Regions from separate parts of the Hordeum vulgare genome. Here region 2 is linked to region 1. A link is a contact called in public Hi-C data. All regions are on one chromosome and are shown on one strand. The core of a region is the stretch at or near the end of the contact, and the rest is flanking DNA. Distances in the headings are between cores, read along the strand shown. Region 1 has its middle 41 kb from the start of LOC123408978. Region 2 overlaps LOC123408977 (tyrosine-sulfated glycopeptide receptor 1-like).

Region 1 (6,790 bases), core at 2,443-4,942:
ATCTTGGAGTGGTGCCAAGCGCACTGAATCCAATAACCTTGTTCTGTGACAACACGGGTGCCATTGTCCTAGCAAAGGAACCACGGTTTCACAAGAAGTCCAGACACATCAAACGACGCTTCAACCTCATCCGCGACTACGTCGAAGGGGAGGACATGAATATATGCAAAGTGCACACGGATCTGAATGTAGCAGACCCGCTGACTAAACCTCTTCCACGGGCGAAGCATGATCAACACCAGAACTGTATGGGTGTTAGATTTATTACAATGTAATTCGCATGATGATGTGAGGGCTAGATTATAGACTCTAGTGCAAGTGGGAGACTGTTGGAATTATTCCCTAGAGGCAATAATAAATATAGTTATTATTATAATTCCTGTATCAAGATAATCGTTTATTATCCATGCTATAATTGTATTGAATGAAGACTTATATACATGTGTGGATACATAGACAAAACACTGTCCCTAGCAAGCCTCTAGTTGGCTAGCCAGTTGATCAAAGATAATCAGGGTCTTCTGATTATGAACAAGGTGTTGTTGCTTGATAACTGGATCACGTCATTAGGAGAATCACGTGATGGACAAGACCCAAACTAATAGACGTAGCATATTGATTGTGTCATTTTGTTGCTACTGTTTTCTGCGTGTCAAGTATTTGTTCCTATGACCATGAGATCATATAACTCACTGACACCGGAGGAATGCTTTGTGTGTATCAAACGTCGCAACGTAACTGGGTGACTATAAAGATGCTCTACGGGTATCTCTGAAGGTGTTCGTTGAGTTAGTATGGATCGAGACTGGGATTTGTCACTCCGCGTGACGGAGAGGTATCTCGGGGCCCACTCGGTAATACAACATCACACACAAGCCTTGAAAGCAATGTGACTTAGTGTAAGTTGCAGGATCTTGTATTACGGAACGAGTAAAGAGACTTGCCGGTAAACGAGATTGAAATAGGTATGCGGATACTGACGATCGAATCTCGGGCAAGTAACATACCGAAGGACAAAGGGAATGACATACGGGATTGTATGAATCCTTGGCACTGAGGTTCAAACGATAAGATCTTCGTAGAATATGTGGGATCCAATATGGGCATCCAGGTCCCGCTATTGGATATTGACCGAGGAGTCACTCGGGTCATGTCTACATAGTTCTCGAACCCGCAGGGTCTGCACACTTAAGGTTCGACGTTGTTTTATGCGTATTTGAGTTATATGGTTGGTTACCGAATGTTGTTCGGAGTCCCGGATGAGATCACGGACGTCACGAGGGTTTCCGGAATGGTCCGGAAACGAAGATTGATATATAAGATGACCTCATTTGATTACCGGAAGGTTTTCGGAGTTACCGGGAATGACGAATGGGTTCCGGGTGTTCACTGGGGGGGGGGGCAACCCACCCCGGGGAAGCCCATAGGCCTTGGGGGTGGCGCACCAGCCCTTAGTGGGCTGGTGGGACAGCCCAAGAAGGCCCTATGCGCCATAGGAAGAAAATCAAAGAGAAAAGAAAAAAAAAGAGGAGGTGGGAAAAAGGGGAAGGACTCCTCCTTCCAAACCTAGTTGGATTCGGTTTGGAAGGGGAGGACTCCCCCCCTTGGCTCGGCCGACCCCCTTGGGGGTCCTTGGACCCCAAGGCAAGGCTTCCCCTCTTCCCCCTATATATACGGAGGTTTTAGGGCTGATTTGAGACAACTTTTGCCACGGCAGCACGACCACATATCTCCACGGTTTTACCTCTAGATCGCGTTTCTGCGGAGCTCGGGCGGAGCCCTGCTGAGATTAGATCACCACCAACCTCCGGAGCGCCGTCACGCTGTCGGGGAACTCATCTACCTCTCTGTCTCTCTTGCTGGATCAAGAAGGCCGAGATCATCGTCGAGCTGTACGTGTGCTGAACGTGGAGGTGTCGTCCGTTCGGCACTAGATCGTGGGACTGATCGCGGGACGGTTCGCGGGGCGGATCGAGGGACGTGAGGACGTCCCACTACATCAACCGCGTTCACTAACGCTTCTGCCCAGCGATCTACAAGGGTACGTAGATGGACATCACCATGATAGGTCTTCGTGCGCGTAGGAAAATTTTTGTTCCCCATGCGACGTTCCCCAATAGATATATGCGTTCCAAAACCCAACTTGAATGCATAGTCGTTCTAGAATTTGCGAGCATCGTCAACTGTGTCAAACACCATCCCAACATAGGGCGGCAGCGGCTGGGAAGAAGCATCTCCATCATCTGAATCATATTGGCTTGCATCTTCAGCATCTTCAGCAAACAACAAACCTTCTGAATCTTCGACATCAGGAACAGAAAAATTTCCATGGACATAGCTTCCTTCACCTTCAGTTACATGTACCTGCAACACAATTATTGTGCAACAGTCATTTCATACCTCAAAAATCACATATGATAGTGTTGTAACAAAATCAAATCAATAGTAACTGAAATTGGGAGCAGGGGGACAACTAAACATGCAATTTTTTCAGGTTCAATTTCTGAAACTAGACAATTGTTTCAGAAGCTATAGAGGCTCATTTTTGCTCTGTTTTTGAGAGGAACAGGTTCATTCCAACTAATTTCAGAAACTAGGCATTTTTGTTTCTGCAACTAAGTTCAGAAACAGGTTCATTCTTTCACTAGTAAAAAAATTCAGGAACAGATTCAGAAACTAGGCAGGTTCAGGAACATGTTCAGAAATTAGGCAGGTTCAGGAACAGGTTCAGAAACACACAGGTGTTCATTCTTTCACTTTGAATCAGAGCTACAGTTTCAGAAACAGGAGGTCTCACCGAATTTTGTTGACGGGATCTGCTCGATGTGGGTTCAGGAAACACCACCGAAGGATTTGTGAACCAACTCGAAGATCCAGCTCGCGGCGGAAGCTCCCCGAAGGCGCTTGGAGCTGAGAAAGATGGCCGGGCTCGGTCAGCTAGGTTGGCGTCCGATCCGACCATCTGGCGCGCGATGTGGTGCGTCATGGAGTTCAGGCACGCCGGCGCTGGCGGCGTCCTGAGGTTGCGGGGCGGCGTAGGTTTGTTGGGGGCCGCGGTGGTTTGCGGGCAGCGCCGCGGTGGTTGGAGCAGTTGCTACCGGGGCGGTGCCGCGGTGGTTGGAGGCGGTGGCTGCGGTGGGCGCAGTCTGTCGGAACCGCGGCAGGCTATCAGTTTCTGAAACTGTGGAGCAGTTTCAGGTTCTATTTGGTCGGAAGATATCGGATCGGACGGACGACAGCGCTTATATCGGACGGCTATACCGGTGGTGGATACTTCTTACGTATCCCTCGGTGGACGCGTAGCGTCTCCCTTATTCTATCATATTTTAGGAAAATCCTTTACTTCTTTTCTGAACGGGGGAGAGGTTGTTTATTCCATGCCCAAGCCCCTCCCTTCGTATGAACAGGCCACATTTCGCTACATCATCGTCAGCTGGGAACTTACCGGAAAGCTGATCAACTTTCGCGCCGATCGAGTCGTGCGGGTGCGCGTGGCGGAAGTCGCTGCCGATGGCACGGCGCCGTACGAAAAGCTTCACGTTCCTCGCACGCACCCACGGCCGCGGGCGACCGCCTCCGCCCATCGCTGTCTCTGGAATTCGGCTTATTTTATCACCCGTGCACGGCGCTAACAGCTGTGTGGGTCGATGATTCAGTCGCCAGCCCGGTCGTGGATCGCCATGCTTTTTGGCCGTTTCGTCGTGCGATCTCTCTCACAGATACAGGTGCCGTCAGCCTAATCCATCCCGTTAATAATAACTTTAACAAGGCGACCTATTTCGTCCGCCGTCATTTATTTGGATTCGCGCCGATAAAAATGATAACCCAACGCGTCGATTTATTTTTAAAACGCATCCGTTCTGTATCTACGCCGACACATTTTCAATTCAAATTTGAGACTAAAATGCATCGGCTCAAACGCAGAGCGGACGCACGCCCCTTCGATGTCCGTCCCAACCATCACGGTCAACATAATTTATGGCGGCCGCCCCCACGCGCCAGCGACCGTGGTCGGCCTTTTTTAATCCGAACGTACGGTGGGATTCGGTCATCTGCTTCCAGAACCCTCCTTCTCGTCTCCATCTCGCCACCCTTTGTTTCCTCGTCGACGACTCAACAACCATGGACAACGGAACAACCTCGTCGTCTATGCCCGCGTGATGCTCTCAGAGGAGGTCGCCTACCTGCAGGCTAAGAGGGCGATGCGCCAGGCGCACGAGCGCGCCCGTGCTACGCCCTGCTTTGCCCTGAACACCCTTATCGTCTACTCCTACGCGCTGTTCCCGGAGGAGGCCGACTACCTCCATGCTAAGATGACGCTGCGTCTGACGAACAAGCGCGTTCGTGCTGCGCCATCGCCGACACCAGCACTACCCGCGTCGGCACAGCCTGCCCCCGCTTCGTTGCAGCCTGACCTCGCCGCCGTCGCCGAGGATGCCTAGTTTTTTTTTTCTTTTTTCATTTATAATGTAACGCATGGATTCTCGCCGGCCTTTTAATTATGTATGTTTAGTATTTTTGTAGATATTATATATTTTTGTTTTCGCACATCTGTAAAAATGAATCGGACCAGCGTTAGACGCATATGCCGATCCAAACGTTAAAACGGACATTCGTGTCCGCTCCGTCGACAAAATCTCGATCCCGTTTAGGTCGACCTATTGGAGTGCCCTAAGAGCATCTCTACTAGAACCCTCAAACCCTTAAAACAAAAACCAGTTTTAAGGGTTGAGAATTGCACATTTTTTACTCTTTTAAGGGTTGAAAAACAGGGGCAAAGACTAGAACCCTCAAACCCAACCCTTATAACGGACCGTTATAAGGGTTGGGTTTGAGGGTTCTAGTCTTTGCCCCAACCCAAACCTTAAAACTGCCATTCATATATCACACATTTCATCATATGACATATCACAAATTCAATCACATTTGACATAAAACAATAACCGGATGACCAACTTGGCAAACCTACGGACGGACTCCGTGGTTGTATCTTCCCCAATGCGAAGATACTCGTCGGTATAATCCGCGGGTATGCCATAAGCGAGTACCCGCATTGCAGCCGATATCTTTTGATATGCACTAAACCCCATGATACCGGCGGCGGATCTACGACGTGTAAAATAATACGAGGCGGCCTCACAATCGGTGACAATCTTCACAAACAAACTACGTCTCATCCGGTACCTTCTGCGAAAGAGACGAGGAGGGTATGTAGGTACCTCCGCGAAGTAGTCTCGCATCAAATGCTCGTGTCCGAGAGCGCGGTTCCGGTAGATGGTGAGTCACCCCATCTTCGACCCTCTCCTCTGATCCAAAAGCTTCACGCGGTCTTCAAACGCTTGCACGTCGACGAGGAGGCTCATCATCTCGACGTCGTCGTCTTGCAACAACTCGTTAATGTCCGAATCATCGGATGACGACCAATCTGACGGATCCGACAACGAGTCCATCTACATACGAAGTGGCTACAATTAGTGCCAATGAAGCAAAAATTTAAAACTAAAAAAGTAATATAAAAAACTCACCGGTGAGCGGAGGAGCGGCGGCCGAGGCGCGGTGGGGCGGCAGGACGGCGGCCGGAGCGTGGGGACGGCGGGGCGTCGGCCGGAGCGGAGGGGCGGCGGCCGGGGCGGAGGGGCAGCGATGAGGCGAGATGCGGACGGCGGCGGGTGCGGAGGGGCGGCGGCCGGGGCGCGGCGGGGCGGTGGTCGGGGCGCGGAGGGGCGGCTGCCGGAGCGCGAGGCGGCGGCCGGAGCGGCGGAGCGGCCGGTGGCGAGATGCGGCGGCGCGGCGGGTCGACGAGGCGGGGGCGCGGGGCGCGGGGCGCGGAGGGGCGGCGGGTCGACGGCCGGGGGGCGGAGGGGCGGCGACCGGAGCGTGGAGGGGCGGCGGGGCGGCGGCCGAAGCGAGGGCCGGCGGCGGGGCGAGATGCGGCCGCAGGATTTCCTCTCGCGCGGGGGAACCAACTGCCTCCCGCGCGAGGAGGGAAAATGAGTGCGGGTTGGGGGCAGTTTTCCCCCCCAACCCTCACTTCTACAGGCTGGGAAGGGGTTTGAGGGTTCGACCTCTAAATTTTTTTACGGGTTTAAGGGTTCTAGTCTACGCCGTTTTTCGATGAAAACTGTAAAAAACGGTTATTTTTAGGGGAAAGCTACGCATCCGCCGGATGATTTCTAAAAATTATCCGTCACTTAGCTAGCCGTCGGATGGCGATCTAACGCCGTGCATCCCCGCCGCATGGTTCTGAAACGACGCTCGAGTTGCGGAAACTTTGGCTTTGTTGCAAGAAATAAACTTTGGATCTGTTAATTCCTGAAACAACGGTCGAGTTTCAGAAACAATTTGATTGTTGCAGGATTTTTTTCTTCGTTTTTGCGGGAGAATTTTTTGCAACAAAGGTCATGTTTCAGGAATTTTTTGCAACAAAGGTCAAGTTGCAGAACCACTACCTAGCGAGCAGGGAACTCTTGGCGGCGGGGCGGCCGGCGAGCTCTAGGCGGCGGGGCGGCCGGCGGGGCGGCTGGCGAGCTCTTGGCGGCGGGGCGGGGCGGCCGGCGAGCTCTAGGCGGCGGGGCGGCCGGCGGGGCGAAGGGGCTGCCGGCGGGAGCGGCTGGCAGCAGTGTGCGTTGGGCCGCCAGCGTCGGAGGCGAGCGGCTGGCGTCGCGGGCGGTGGGGGTAGGGAAGGGCCGGCCGGCGTCGTGGTGGAGGGACTGCGGCGGGAGCGGCCGACGTCGGGGGCGAGCGGCCGCGTCGTCGCCCTCCCAGATCCGGTAGCCGCCGCCTCCTTGCA
Region 2 (6,790 bases), core at 2,049-4,548, 52 kb before region 1:
GCAAAGTCAACTTCACCATGTTGGATCTGAGGACAGCTGATTTTTCATTGAACAACTTCACTGGTACAATTCCTGAAAGTATCTACTCATGCACCAACCTAGTTGCATTACGGCTGGCTTTCAATAAATTTTATGGCCAGTTCTCACCAAGCATTGGAAATCTCAGGTCCCTCTCCTTCCTTTCAGTCACCGGCAACTCTTTTACAAATATCACAAATGCACTTCAGATGCTCAAGAGCTGCAAGAATCTCACCTCCCTGCTTATTGGAACCAACTTCAAGGGTGAAACCATACCACAGGATGAAAGAATTGATGGTTTTGAGAAGCTTCAGGTACTCACCATAGATGATTGCTCATTGGTTGGGCAAATCCCTCTTTGGATATCAAAGCTTGAAAAATTGGAGATGCTAGACCTATCACTGAATCAACTCACTGGACCGATACCATCCTGGATTGATGGGTTGGGCTTCCTATTCTTTCTAGATATATCAAGTAACAAGCTTACAGGCAATATACCAGCTGCATTGACAAAGTTGCCGATGCTGCTGTCTGAGAAAAATGCTGCCAGGTTGGACCCAAAGTTCCTTGAGCTGCCTGTATTTTGGACGCCATTACGTCAATACCGGATGGTCAGTGCTTTTCCCAACAAACTGTGTCTGGACAACAATAATTTCACCGGTGCAATCCCTCCTGAGATTGGACAGCTGAAAATGCTCGACATCCTCAATTTAAGCTCCAACAGCTTAACTGGTGAAATACCACAAGAAATCTGCAACCTCACAAACCTGCAAATGCTTGATCTGTCGAACAACCAGCTCACAGGTACAATACCATCTGCACTGAATGGTCTGCACTTCCTTTCTAGATTTGATGTTTCTAACAACAAGCTAGAAGGGGAAGTTCCAAGTGGAGGACAGTTTGATTCTTTTTCAAATTCTAGCTACATTGGGAATCCAAAGCTATGCGGCCCTATGATCAACAGTGGCTGCAACTCAAGACCATCTTCAGCGTCCCCGAGACGGTGGAACAAGAAGAACACTACTGCTGTTGGATTAGGTGTGTTCTTTGGAGGGCTTGCCATTCTGTTCTTGCTGGGACGTCTGCTTATGGCCCTCAGAAGAACAAACTCTGTCCACCAAAACAAGGGTAGCAGCAATGGCGACATAGAGGCAAGTTCATTTACTTCTGCGTCAGATGACTTGTGCAATGTGATGAAAGGAAGCATTTTGGTGATGGTACCTCAAGGCAAGGGAGAATCAGACAAAATCACCTTCCATGATATCTTAAAGGCCACAAATAATTTTGACCAGCAGAACATTATCGGATGCGGAGGTAATGGTCTAGTTTACAAGGCGGAGCTGCCAAATGGACCCAAGCTTGCCATCAAGAAGCTCAACGGTGAAATGTGTCTGATGGAAAGAGAATTCACTGCAGAGGTTGACGCACTCACCGTGGCGAAACATGACAATCTTGTGCCTCTATGGGGCTACTACATCCAGGGAAACTCGAGGCTCCTCATATATTCTTACATGGAGAATGGTAGCCTGGATGATTGGCTTCACAACAGGGACAATGGCAACTCATTGCTTGACTGGCCAACAAGGCTAGAGATTGCACAAGGAGCAAGCCGGGGCCTTTCTTACATCCACAATATCTGCAAGCCTCACATTGTACATCGTGATATCAAGTCAAGCAACATCCTTCTTGACAGAGAATTCAAAGCTTATGTTGCAGATTTCGGGCTTGCCAGATTGATCCGTCCCTATGATACACATGTCACAACTGAGCTAGTGGGCACTCTGGGATATATTCCTCCCGAGTACGGACATGCATGGGTGGCCACACTGAGGGGAGACATATACAGTTTTGGAGTGGTGTTGCTTGAGCTGCTCACAGGGAAAAGGCCCGTCGAGGTCCTGTCCAAGTCGAAGGAACTTGTTCAATGGGTACGGGAGATGATATCCCAGGGAAAGCATACTGAGGTCTTGGATCCAGCGCTGAGAGAACAAGGGCATGAAGAGCAAATGCTGAAGGTGCTTGACGTTGCTTGCAAGTGCATCAACCATAATCCTTGCCTGAGGCCAAGCATCCAAGAGGTGGTATCCTGCCTGGACAATGCAGATGTGAACCTGCAGGTGGAAATGTAGTTAAAAGTAGAACAGATATAGCTGGTAATCTTGTACTTTGCTAGACTAGGCGTAAACTGAGTAGAAGGATTGTTTCTAACAGATTGTACAGTCGTGTTTGTAGTGTACATCTCTGTACAGAAAAAAAAAAGGCTTGTAGTTGTGAGCCCGTATGTTCAATTTTGCCCCTTTCTGTGTGTGGAAACATTTCAGCTCCAAAGTCGGTTCCACGATTACGGAAAAAGTTATTCGTGTGCTTTGCTAGACTAGGTGTAAACTGGGTAGAAGGATTGTTATCTAACAAATTATACAGTTGTGTGTGTAAACTGGGTAGAAAAAAGGCTAGTAATTAGTTATGAGCCCATACATTCAATTTTGCCTTTTTGTATGTGGAAACATTTCAGCTCCAGAGTCCAGACTCTGTTCCACGATTACGGAAAGTGGGTTGACATGCGGACCGGCTTGCTGTTTGAGAAAAGAGAAAGCCGGCTCAGAGCTGCTGTTGAATTCATCTTCATTTATTTGAGCTGCTCAGTGCACTCCCGAGAACAATCCTGCAAAAACACAGTGGGAACATGTTGATATGCTAGCAGGATAATTCCGATTTCTCTGAGAAAGGCGCGCAACGTGGGAAGTCCAACATTACAGCACCTAGTTGACTAGCTGTTCCCATGACGCTGAATTTATTTTCTGAGACCACAGTCACGCGCATATGGCTTCCTACGTCCTAACTGTTGCCATCGTCCATCGAAGAGGAAGTGTAGTGTCAGCAGTATATAATGTGCCAATATGAGGTGGGGAAATCGAACTGTTGAAGCAGGTATTGATCGAGATTCCAGAGCAAAAGGAGTTCGATCCACAGGCCACAGGTCACGGACAACACATTGCAGCAGACTAATAATGGTTTCTTCGGACGCCATGAACAATCGCATGTTCGCATCTACGGCACAAGGCGGGTTTGCTGATGGACGGGCGCCGAAACGGAAAACAGGAGCGCCGGCAACAACCAAATCGAATTCCTAGGGCATCAAGTGGTTACCGTACTGACCCTCAGCCGTCGCACCACCGCAGGCCGGCTCAACTCGTCCGATGGTTGCGCCCCGCGGCGGAAGGGGAGGCGGCCTCGCGGCGCCGCGGCCGGAGATGGGGGAGGGGGGCAGTGGCAGACGGCACGGCCAGAGCCCCAGAGCCCATTTGGGCAAGTTGGCCAGGGGCCCAGACTTGCGCGCGAGCGCTATATTATGGAAACCCTATTTGACGCTCTTTGCGCACAGAAGCTGCCAGCTAGAGACGGGTTTGGACCGGCCCATTAGCAATCCCGGTTTTAGGAACCTTCTAGAGGTTTCCAACCGTTTTTTTACGGTTTCCGAAACTTTCTAGAAGATTCCCTGAACCGGTTTTTCATTTTTTAACTTTTTTCTTTATTCTTTTCAGTTTCTTTTTTTCTGTTTCTGTTTAAAAATGTTTTGGCTTTTCAAAAAATGTTTCTGAATTTGAAAAAATGTTCCAGAATTTGACAAAATGTTCGGAATTTGAAAAAATGTTCTGAAATTTGAAAAAATGTTCCCAATTTGAAAAATATTCCTAAACTAGAAAAAATGTTCCGGATTTTCAAAAAATGTTCTGAAATTGCAAAAATGTTCGGGAATTAGAAAAAATGTTCCGGAATTTGAAACGTTCCGAAATTTGAAAAAATCATCCGAATTTGGAAAAATGTTCCGAAATTTGAAAAAGTGCTGCGGAATTTGAAAAAATGTTCCGGATTTTCAAAAAAAATTCCAGAATTTGAAAAAATGTTCCGTAATTTTGAAAAAATGTTCAGGAATTTCAAAATTTGTTATGGAATTTTTATCAAAATATTTCAGCTTCTTCAAAAAATGTTCCCAAATTTGGAATAATGTTCCATAATTTAAAAAATATTCCAGATATTGAAAAAATATTCTGGAATTTTAGAAAATGTTCCAGAATTTGAAAAAATGTTCACAATATGAATTTTATTCATGTTTTGATTTTTTTATAATTGAAAAAATGTTTTATGGTTTCAAAAATTGTTCATGTTCCAAATTTTGTTCACAATTTGAAAACTGTTCATGGTTTCAAAATATTTTTCCAGATTTGAAAAATGTTTATGGTTTTATAATTTTGTTCGTGAATCTGAAATTTGTTCATATTTAAAAAATTGTTAAAAATTCAAAACATGTTTGCTATTGCAAAAAATGTTCTAAATTTTCAAATATTATTCTTCAAATCCTAATTTTTTTTTGCTTCAAATTAGAAAATAAAAGGAAAAAAGAATGAAAAAATAAGCAAAAAAGAAAAGAAGGAACAGAAAGAAAAAGAAAAACAATCTCGGCTGGCCCAGTCGGGTGACCCCTGTGTGTCCGCTCGGCAGTTGGCCACAACGAGCGGCGCATAGGAGGTCCCCTATATTATCTCCAATTAAGGGAGACGGTAGCGGGCCGACCTACTCGAGCAGTTATTCAGAAAAAAAAAACAGAGTGAAAAATGTTACTCGTCAAAAACAAAAAGAGTGGAAAATGTGCCCGCGCAACGCTGCTAGCCACTACACCACAATCAAGGGCATGTTTGGTTGCTTTCGGCTACAGTACCTGCGTTGCATACCCATCTTCAACCAGCCTGGTTCTTCATATACAACCTCATATGTAGCAGATGCAACTTGTTTGGTTGCCTCCATGACATGAAGGGGCACTTACTCCCCTGATGTTTGGTTGTCGTTTTTGTGCTTAGGATGTGAGCAGATGCAAACTTCAGCTGTTTGGTTGCAAACAATGTTTGTGTTCTGCTCACCGATTCAAATATGTTGTCCTTACCACCACATGATCAGTACAAAACAAGCAACGGAAATCACAGCAAACTACTTAGATTACCGGCAAACAACTTAGATTAAACAAAGCAAGCAACGAAAATGACCGCAACAACAAATTTAAATTAACAACAGGGGCATCCTCATTCCCTACTCCACGCCAGGGTGCCGCTTCTGGCCAAAATATTAACAAGTTCACATCACAAGTACCATAAGTTCTAGCGAGACAACATAACAAGTTCAACACTAACACCTAAGGTAACTACATTGCATGCTCAATGTCACCAACGCAGTTTGTGCTTGCTCCAATGAAACCTGCACATAATCGAGGAGTCGTGGTTGTAGATTTGGACCTTCAGACCGAGTCCTGAGATGAGTTGAACGAGGAGGTCGTCGGAGACGATCCGGTCGCGGTGACAGAAGTAGTTCCAGCCCCCAGCCAAGCACCATGTGCCCCTCGAAGTTCTGAACCTGCACACAGAACTCGCACCACTTGTTCACCGAGAGCCTGACCATACGCGAGAGCCGCCTAATGACCAGCCACTCGTTCATCACCTACACAAACTTGCGAGGGATGACGAGCATGGCGAGGTCCACCCTCTTAAGCCACATGTTCGTGGGGATGAGATCCTCGACGCCCTCAGCTCCGGTCACCACGTGAGCTCCTCCACCCGCCACGTCCTAGTCACTCTTCAATACCTTGTCAGGTAAGATGACAAGTATTAGAGGTGCTTGCAAAATGAACAACCACTGATCAGTGGCATTAACTCTTCTGCAAATGCCACTGATCAGTTGCACTAGCACTACAGCAAATGGCACTAATCAGAGACATTTTCCCAAGAGCAAATGCCACCGATCAGTGCACAAACTCGTTGTCAAATGCCACTTACCAATGGCACTTGCTCTTGAGAAAATGCCACTGATTAGTGGCATCGGGTCTTGTGCAGCTGCCACTCATCAATGCACTATCCTAAGCATGTAAACATCTAAAAATAGCACCCATGTGCACCCATGCACATTTGGCAGCATCCTAAAATGGTCCTACTACATGCATGTATAACAATCTAGAGCATGCAACACAAAAACCTAGCTTGAACATGTATGTAGCAACATGAACGTGATCCTAGCTTTAACATGAACATGCCATTTGCATGAACACAGATCCTAGCAAGACCCTAGCACTAGCAGAAGAACATTATCCTAGAACACACACTGTAGTAAACAAGAACCGATCGATCGGGTTCGATTCAATTCGGATCAAATCGAATCGGATCTACTCGAATTCTACAAAAGTAGTAGCACATGCCTAAGAAAGAAACCCCTAATCTACATCTACGAGCAAGCATTGGGGATTCTTTGACTCATCGGAGCTTGCGCGGTCGCAGCGAACCGAGGCTGGGATGAAAACCCCGACGGGAAGGGAGAGGTGGCGGAGCAGAGGAGGAGCCGGCCCTGGCAACGGTTGGCGACATCGGCCCCGTGCTCATGGCCATGCTGGGGGTCGAGAAGGACAGCCCGCCGACAAGAGAAAACCCTTGGATGAGGGTCAAGAAAACCCCCCTGCCCAATGGGGGTCCTAAGAAGTGGCGGCTCCGTGGACGGTGCCGGTGCCGAGCCCAGGACCACGAGGTCCGGAACCGGTGGCGGAGTAGGAACGGCTGGCACCACGTTGGCCGACCCTCGTGGTGGCCGGTAGCAGATGGGAGACGACGCTCGCTGAAAAGACCACGATGTTGCCTAGAGGGGGGGTGAATAGGCGTTTTAAAAACTTCTACAAATTTGGCTTAATCCTAATGCGGAAATAAACTAAGAGGATACTTTTCAAACACAAATCCTAAAT

The links. Hi-C and Micro-C count contacts between places; a contact is called where the count stands out from the background.
Region 2: a contact with region 1 is called in a Hi-C map of an unstated tissue, with 5 times the contacts expected there. The contact joins two enhancer-like sites. A contact is called at or near these places in 3 of 6 Hi-C or Micro-C datasets (leaf, seedling and an unstated tissue).

The regions. Positions count from the first base shown.
Region 1 is chr7H:575,478,098-575,484,887 of MorexV3_pseudomolecules_assembly, reverse strand. No RefSeq gene overlaps it. Among protein-coding and RNA genes, the nearest start is that of LOC123408978, 41 kb to the left of the region's middle. Within about 2 kb of position 3,692, at least 2 of the 3 cell types and tissues checked have open chromatin away from gene starts, as enhancers often do. A contact at or near this core is called in leaf, where this site is marked.
Region 2 is chr7H:575,529,844-575,536,633 of MorexV3_pseudomolecules_assembly, reverse strand. It overlaps LOC123408977 (tyrosine-sulfated glycopeptide receptor 1-like), which reads left to right. Exons shown (of 1, transcript XM_045101991.1): 1 at 1-2,390. The coding sequence ends at 2,147. Among protein-coding and RNA genes, the nearest start is that of LOC123408977, 4.9 kb to the left of the region's middle. Within about 2 kb of position 3,298, at least 3 of the 3 cell types and tissues checked have open chromatin away from gene starts, as enhancers often do. A contact at or near this core is called in leaf, where this site is marked.